Regions from separate parts of the Ctenopharyngodon idella genome. Here region 1 is linked to region 2. A link is a contact called in public Hi-C data. All regions are on one chromosome and are shown on one strand. Each heading gives the region's core, a stretch centred on a gene start, on an enhancer-like site or on the middle of the called end of the contact. The rest is flanking DNA. Distances are from core to core; before and after follow the strand shown. Region 1 holds the start of pcmtd1 (protein-L-isoaspartate (D-aspartate) O-methyltransferase domain containing 1). Region 2 holds the start of ube2v2 (ubiquitin-conjugating enzyme E2 variant 2).

The links. A called contact is a pair of places that touch in the nucleus more often than the background predicts.
Region 1: a contact with region 2 is called in a Hi-C map of muscle, with 3 times the contacts expected there. The contact joins the promoter of pcmtd1 here to the promoter of ube2v2 in region 2. A contact is called at or near these places in 2 of 2 Hi-C or Micro-C datasets (both in muscle).

The regions. Positions count from the first base shown.
Region 1 is chr23:9,036,930-9,040,872 of HZGC01, reverse strand. It overlaps pcmtd1 (protein-L-isoaspartate (D-aspartate) O-methyltransferase domain containing 1), which reads left to right and starts at 1,444. Exons shown (of 6, transcript XM_051882018.1): 1 at 1,444-1,638.
Region 2 is chr23:8,881,864-8,885,772 of HZGC01, reverse strand. It overlaps ube2v2 (ubiquitin-conjugating enzyme E2 variant 2), which reads right to left and starts at 1,584. Exons shown (of 4, transcript XM_051881518.1): 1 at 1,471-1,584. The coding sequence starts at 1,537. It overlaps mcm4 (minichromosome maintenance complex component 4), which reads right to left. Exons shown (of 17, transcript XM_051881516.1): 15 at 3,591-3,819; 16 at 2,646-2,779; 17 at 2,326-2,559. The coding sequence ends at 2,467.

The DNA of each region.
Region 1 (3,943 bases), core at 195-2,694, 160 kb before region 2:
TAAGGGGGAATTCGATGAGATCATTTTACCCATAATTCCACTGGATGCTGTTACATATTGCCCATGACGTAGAGTTGGAACATCATGGCCTGATGTTTCCAAAACCTGCAGTCAATCCTGTAGGAGCATCGTCCTCTATCGTTGAAACGTAGTGTCCATATGTATAAATTTACACTTAGTACTAATTTCAAAGTGGTTTCATAATAGTAATTTCCCAATAGAGTCGGACTAAGTGGATCTCACAGGGGCATGAGGGGTCAACAGGGTAGTATGGCCTATGCGAAAATAAAAAAATGTCACAGTGGTACGGGAATACTGTTTTCCTGTCAGGCTGAGACCACTGACACATGACAAATGCTTCCAACAGAACTCATAACCAGGCCTATATTTAATCCAGACAGCAGGTACATTTGTGTTCAGACTAATTTGAAATGCAGTGAAGCAACCCTATAGGCACAAGGTGGGTGTTTTGGATGTAAACAAGAAGGCATGCCTGTTCTTTTCTAGGAGTAACTGAGTGCTTCCGGCTGTTGACCCACTGTCAACAGATTACAAAGCCAAAAATCATCTTCATAAATCAGTCTAAAAACACACAGACACTGACCCTAGCTCCTCAAATATAACCACTGATTCATTGCAAAACCTAGTAATCAATTGGTTGACGTTGAGTGTTGTAAAAAAAAAATGCTTACATGGGTACTAAATGCCTTTTACAAGATTCTTTGTAAAAGCAGCCATCAGTTGTTTCCTAGTAAAGTTTTTTCACTCATGTCCCGCCTTCTCCTGCTATGATAGCTACGTCATTATGAACGACTCCTAAACTGTCCAATCGCTGACCGCCTTCTCGGGCTACTAGCCAATCCTGGCTCAGGAGGCGGGACATTTGTGAATACAGGCGGGGGAAAATAACAGCTGTCCGAAACAAACAAACAAAAAAAACGGGTAGAATGGCATTTAGAAGAATTTGGCTTGGCGTATTGGCCCAGAAGATGTCTCTAATTAGCCATATACTGTGTATCCAAATAATATTTTTTATATTTTAACTGTTCACTGTGTATTTCAACTCAACGGCTTTTGAAGTTTCAAGTCCTTAGATCATTACTGAAGACGGCTTGGTCACGTGGTACGTGATACTTTTCTCAGCGCTAGTCGGGCTGAACTAATCATATTCTTTGGTGATTAATAGTTAGGCGAATGGTGTTTAATCGTTTTTATATCGACGTACAGAGCTTATTTATAAATATAAATAAGCGACCAATCCTTAGTGTTGGTATATTCAAAAGATTATACACTTACATTTACAAATGCCCCCAATATAACAATAATCGAGCTGATATTTGAATGCAGCTCAATGGGGCTTTGGCTTTTTGGGCCTCTAAGAGCCCCCTGGCGGACTATCATAGCAATCAGATATTAGCCAGCAGCATTTGCCGTCTAATGTCCGCAGCCTCGTTTCTGTGAACCATGTGACGTGTGTTTACATCCTCTCAGCTGTTCCTGGAGAAAAACAGCGCTGGCTGTTCAACGCCAAGAAAATATATACATAACTCAACAGTGCGCTCAAAAACACCAACTCTAATGTGCATCCAGTGTGTTTGGCTAGTGCAAAGCCTGAGATTGATTCATGGCTTTATAAAGGTCAGTGAACATTGTTATTCCGCAGAGATGATGCCGACATTTTTGTTTTGTTGCTTTGCGTTGATCTGAGCAAGCTGAAGAAGATGTACATGTGGCAGACATTTAAATGCAAACTTACCGTCTTGGTTTAATGCACGCAAAAAAAGCCCAAAATGGCTGTTTTAAAGAATGCACAAATGTTATATTGTCTAAAGTGGTTTGATGTACCAGGTCAAACACAATGAAACCGTCTTACTGGTTTTCCCAGTCCTGCAGCGTTAATGTCATCTAACAGCATGGGTTTATGTTCTGAAGTAATTTAAAAAACTAGTTTTTTCTTCTTCTTCTTCTTCGCTCTGTTTATTTTTATCCGAATTACAGTCTGACTCAGAAATACGGAGGCGTTTTAACCAGATGCTGCAAGTTGACTAATACTTATAAGACATAACAAAAGCAGTAGCTAGAACAACTGTCTCTGAAGCTTTATTTTTTTTTTTTTAAAATAACGTGCTTTTTATTTCTTAAAAAAAAAAAAATGTTTTACGTTTTGCTCATTACACAACACGGATAAAAACAAAGGCCAGATGCACGACACACCGGGAGTTTTTTCGTAAATATTTTAAATGGCAAGTGATATTACATAACCCTTGTAATTTGACCTGTTATCGAATTAATTTAATGTATGCATGCAAGTCCTGCTTAGAGATTATGGCGGATCTAAACATGCGAAACGCTTACATTCTCTCTCTCTCTCTCTCTTTTGCTTCTTTGATTTTTATTGTCTCAGATATCATATGTAGATATAGTAAGCACTGCACACGTCGCTAAACACTGTTTTTAACGCAGTGCGGATGTGTGGTGTTTTATAAATGCTTTAGCTCGACTGCGTCGTGAAATGTAGATCTTTACGTGTATGGATGGACCTCAGCGCGGTACGTCACGCAGTCAGTCACCATCCATATTATATATGCGTCGAACGTAAACAAACAAACGAACGGAAGCGTCGCAAATACGGCATTTCTCTTCACTTTCGACAGAAACATCGTTCAGAGGAATGTAAAATTATTATTTATATGACATCTTGGCGCCATACGATTTGTTTAGAGTCGAGTGTTGGTGGTGGTATGGCAAGCTGCTTTAATATTAATCCTCACAACTCTGTAAAGTTTTTGTTGTTGTTGTTGTTGTTGTTGTTACGTAGCCTAACAGGGACAAATATGTTTAGTTTTACAAGTAAATGCTCCTTAAATACAGTTCATCTTATTATTATTATTATTATTATTATTATTATTTTTGCTCAACTTTTTCCACAACATAAATAATTTTTATTGGCCATCAGCTCTAAAAGCTTTTTTACTTTTTTACAGAACTTTATATATATATATATATATAATTTAAATTACAGATCAGAATGGTTACTTTACAGTAATTAAAAATCTTACCAACCGAATACACAATTGTTAGGTCTCAGTCGCTAGGAATATTAGATCCAGCCATGCTGAACAGTGTTGGTCTTCTTCCATTCTACCATAAAAATAATTTAACAGAATCTAATTTGCGTCTTTCTCTCTGCGTAGTCTGGCTTCGTCTGACCAGCACAAATTACCAAGTTTACTTTTGGTTATAAACAGCTTCACAACCTCCTGTGAAACCTTGAAATGGATACACTCCTTCTTATCTCTAACTTGTGAAGGCCACACATTGAACCACAAGAGCAAAGCATTGCAAGAACGTGGAAAATGAGTAATATAAAAAAAGTAATATAAATAAAATTAATAAATGATAAATGAATATTAAATATGGATAAAAGACAAATGTTTGCTCTCTTAAAGCTATAGGTTGCTCTTAAAATCAAATCTTTGACACTAAAATCTCTACTAGTGTTTATTCGGTTGCTTCTAAGAAAACTGGAATAGATACTAGTAACTATTTGAATAGTTATAAATAGTTAAAAATAAGTACAAGTAACAAAGTTGTAAGGAATAAATATAAATTTTTTGTTGTGATGTGTTCCTTATCTTTATTGCACACAGATTTTTTGTATATCTCTGATTTTATATATATATATATATATATAATAAATAAATAAAATGTGTGTGTGTTAAGTACAACCCAAACATTTATTAATATTATTATTATTACTATTATTGTGTCCCCTGCAGGTTGGGTCATGTATTTTGGGAAGGGTTTCCCTCTGCTATGGCACAGTTCTTCTTATTGAGGCTTGGAATGAATCCGTTGAGAGTTTGTGGCTTCTGCTTTCCCCGAGTCAGACATGCAGAGCAGGAGTCAATGCGAGGGCATGAGCCTCTGTTTAGAATATAGA
Region 2 (3,909 bases), core at 335-2,834:
GGAAGGACAGCGAGACATTTTAGACAGGTGCATATTTCATTTAATATGAAACCAACATCTGCTTTCTATTTATGTGGATGTGCAAAAACTCTTATTTGAGGTACATTTGATGTGTATTTGATGCAATGGCTAGGAAACAATTAGTTTAAATCCTTTTTCGAACAAAACATTAATTTATAATGACTGTATGAGGGATCTCATTGTCATCTTCAACCTTCAAAAACAAAAGAACAGAACAGTCTGTTCAACCAGAGACAAAATATAATAATGTAAGCACATTTAAGTGCATGACACAAAATCTGTGCTGTTTCAAATATGAAATGTTAGCAAACTGTGCATTTCAACACCTAGTAGCAATCTAGTGTTTTCATATAGATACTCTATTGTTGACAAAGTGGAGGGACAAGATTTGCAAGTTCAGGTGAATGTCCAAAGGAAAGACTAATCACTCATCTGTGAATGATTCAGGAAATGACACATGCCGCTCTATCACGGTTTCTCACTTCCTCAAAATCTGAAGGCCAAGACAACAGGCGCAAAACTAAATAACTCAATATATTTTTGATAAAAGATCAGTTGATGCATCTGAGCCTAAAATATGTAAACATACACATTTTAAATTTCATTTACATATATCTGATTCTGTCAAGAAGTGCAACTCTGTGCAAAGTAGCTTGTGGAAATGTAATCTCTAAAGATCTAAGTTTTAGCATGTCTTAAAATAAGTGTTTGAGATACATGTTTAAGATGTGCTGTTCTTTACATACATATAAACTGTCATTTGATCTTATTATGAGTTATGAAATCTAACACTGCTATAATTTGCATCTACATACAATAAAAATAATGAATTTCTCAAATTAAAAAAAAAATAAAAAAAAATATATATATATATATATATATGTATGTATGTATATGTATATATATATATAAAACACAATCATAACGCACTTCTCCATTTGTCTTTAAAAGGTTTAAATGACTCTGTAAGGCTGTATTAATTTGCTCAGGTAAAAATCAACACGTAAACATCAGTTAAAGGCCCGTTTTATCACGGCACTGGACGGAACCAGCAGCAGCACGCGCGTCAATGCTCCGCCTCGCCTCACATTTTTTGCACCGATACACCCGCCCAACTGCAACATACAACATTTTATCAGTGCCTCGGTACCATATAAGAGCATAATTATTTTCGATGTGCGCCTATATTATTTATTAGCTGTTAATATAAAATAAACTTGCAGTTATTTTTAAACTACAGGTCTGTTTGTGGGCCGTTAGCTCGATGCTAACACACACACACACAGTTCAAACTGCACACTGAACTGTTAAGTGAAGTAAATAAAGACATTTGAGCACGCTAAACTTCTAAGATAATGTAAATGAGATTGTGAGGTACGTGCTCTGCGCTATAGTTGTGAAAATACGGCTGCGGAAGACCGCGAGGACTGAAGAGATTGTGAGACTAACCTGAGGAGGCCGCCATCTTCTTCTGCCCGAATCCAAAAGCGTACGAAACCGTGACGTCGTGGATCATGTGACTAATGCGCGCAGTGCTGTAGGAAGAGAGGGAGGGGTGTGGCTCCACTGCAAAGATTTTTTTTAAATATATAATTCATAACACTAGACTAGAGCATTACATCACAATAAAACGTTTAAGGCCATTTGAATTAAGTTTAAATCATTTCATTATAGCATCTTTAGCATGTTGTCATGTTTTAATTTTTAAAGTATATATATTTTTCTTTTTCCTCATTTCACTTTTCATCCAGTTAGTCTTCTCTAATATACTTTTAACCAACCAAATCCAGGTCTTTTATCACATTATCCTTCAGTAAGAAACCCTTTAGTAGGAAAACAGCACAGGCATCAGGAAGCATTAGCAATGGATTTGGTTTTGTGGCAATTTGTTGGTTTATCTCAGTCTAAAATCATAAAAGTACACATTAATTTCATTAAATTAACCAAATTGATGCCCTCAGTGGCTAACTTTAGTTGTTTTTTTCCCCCCATCCTTTTGGGCATCCTGTTAATTTGATTACCATTGTGTAAATAATCCAGTTATAATTAACACCAAAACTATTCAATGCTTGCCTTCCTGAGACTTTTGTTGACTAAAGTGTTTTCATAATGTCTATTTGTCTCACTATGCACTGCAAGCTGTTTAGGTTTTGTCCTGTTTCTGCACCTTGTTTCACCTCCATTCTGTGAGGTTTTAACTTTCCCAACACCAGAGGAAACTGAATGGGATTGATTCAGGTCAGTGATTTGATGCTTTGCATATTTATGTAAACAGCAGCTATAAACCACACAATTTACAAAATCTTTTCTTTAACAACAAAACTCATTTATTGCAACCAGGAAGGCTCCATACATATCACTATTAACAATAATTGCTCTATAGAAAAACAAAAAAGGATAAAGCAAGTAACAAAAGAGGAAGCAGCAGTCAGGCATAGTAAGCATTCACAGAAGCCGAACAGTCTTTCCTGTGACGGTCAGATAATCTTCATCAGCAAGTGCTCTGAGGGCCTCATCAAACATGTCCTTCGTAATGGCCTGAAATTGGAGGAAAACATTTTAAGTAAAGATTTATAGATGGAGTATTTTAAACATTATTAGTATTATTAAAATAATAAGCATACCGCTTCTGACTGGCCACGAAGATCATCAAACAACTGTTGGTACTTCATAGCTGGTGTTTTGCCCTTTGATTGGATGAGTTTCTTCAGTGCCTGAGCCACTTCCTCCTTACGCTTGCGTGCTGTAGCACTCATGCCTGTACAGAAACAACCAATCAAAACCATCAGACTCTCTGTAATTTGCATGACATTCACAGGTACTAGTTAAGGGATAATTGGTGAAATGAAATGGAGTAAGAGCAATGATTATGAAAAATTAAAAAATGAAAGATAAAATATTATTAGTTACTTAATTTATATAATAATATTATCAATGTATTACTACTATTTTGTTAATTTAAATTATATTAATATTCATAAACCCCCCCCATTGATTTAAAGAGTTTATGCCTGTACAGAAACCACCAATCAAAACTATCAAGACTCTCTATAATTTGCATACAATATCAACAGGTACTAGTTAAGGGATAATTGGTCAAATGAAATTGAGGGAGAGCACTGATCATGAAAGATTTAAAAATAAAAAAAATAAAATGTTTAAGTAACAATATTTTATTTATATAATTACATTATCAATTTATTATTAATATTTTAATTATAATATTAATATTTTTTTCCTATTGAATCATACTGGTTGTCTGCACAAGCATGCATACCTGTACAGAAACAACCAATCAAAACCATCAGACTCTGTAATTTGCATACAATATTCACAGGTACTAGTTAAGGGATAATTGGTCAAATGAAATTGAGGAACAGCAATGATTATGAGATCATTTTCTACATTAAAGTCGCCATGAAATCAAAATTGACTACAGAATGTTGCTGTGTTTATTATAACTGATTTATAACTGATATTGTACATTGTTTTTTTATTTTTATTCATATGCCCCCTTAATATTTAAACGTTTAACCTCAAAACTGTACTGACAGTTGTCTAAATCATACCTGTGGTGAGGATGGAGATATCCACGAATCCTGTCCTGGGGTCAGTGGCAGACTGTTTCAGGGCCTCTCTGTGTAGTCTCTTGGCTTCCTCCACGTCGATGGTTTCAACTTTGTTTGAGAAACGTACTTTAGCATGTGCTTCAGCCAGTCTGATCAGAGACTCCAGCTGACGGGGGTACGCGGACACCATACCTCTACCGCTGCCGATCTTACGCATGTCTACATAGGCCTGCAAGGGTCAAAATTTGATATTGCAAACATTAAATATTACATATAATACTATACTACTACAGGTGCCTTGATCTATATTGTGTTTATA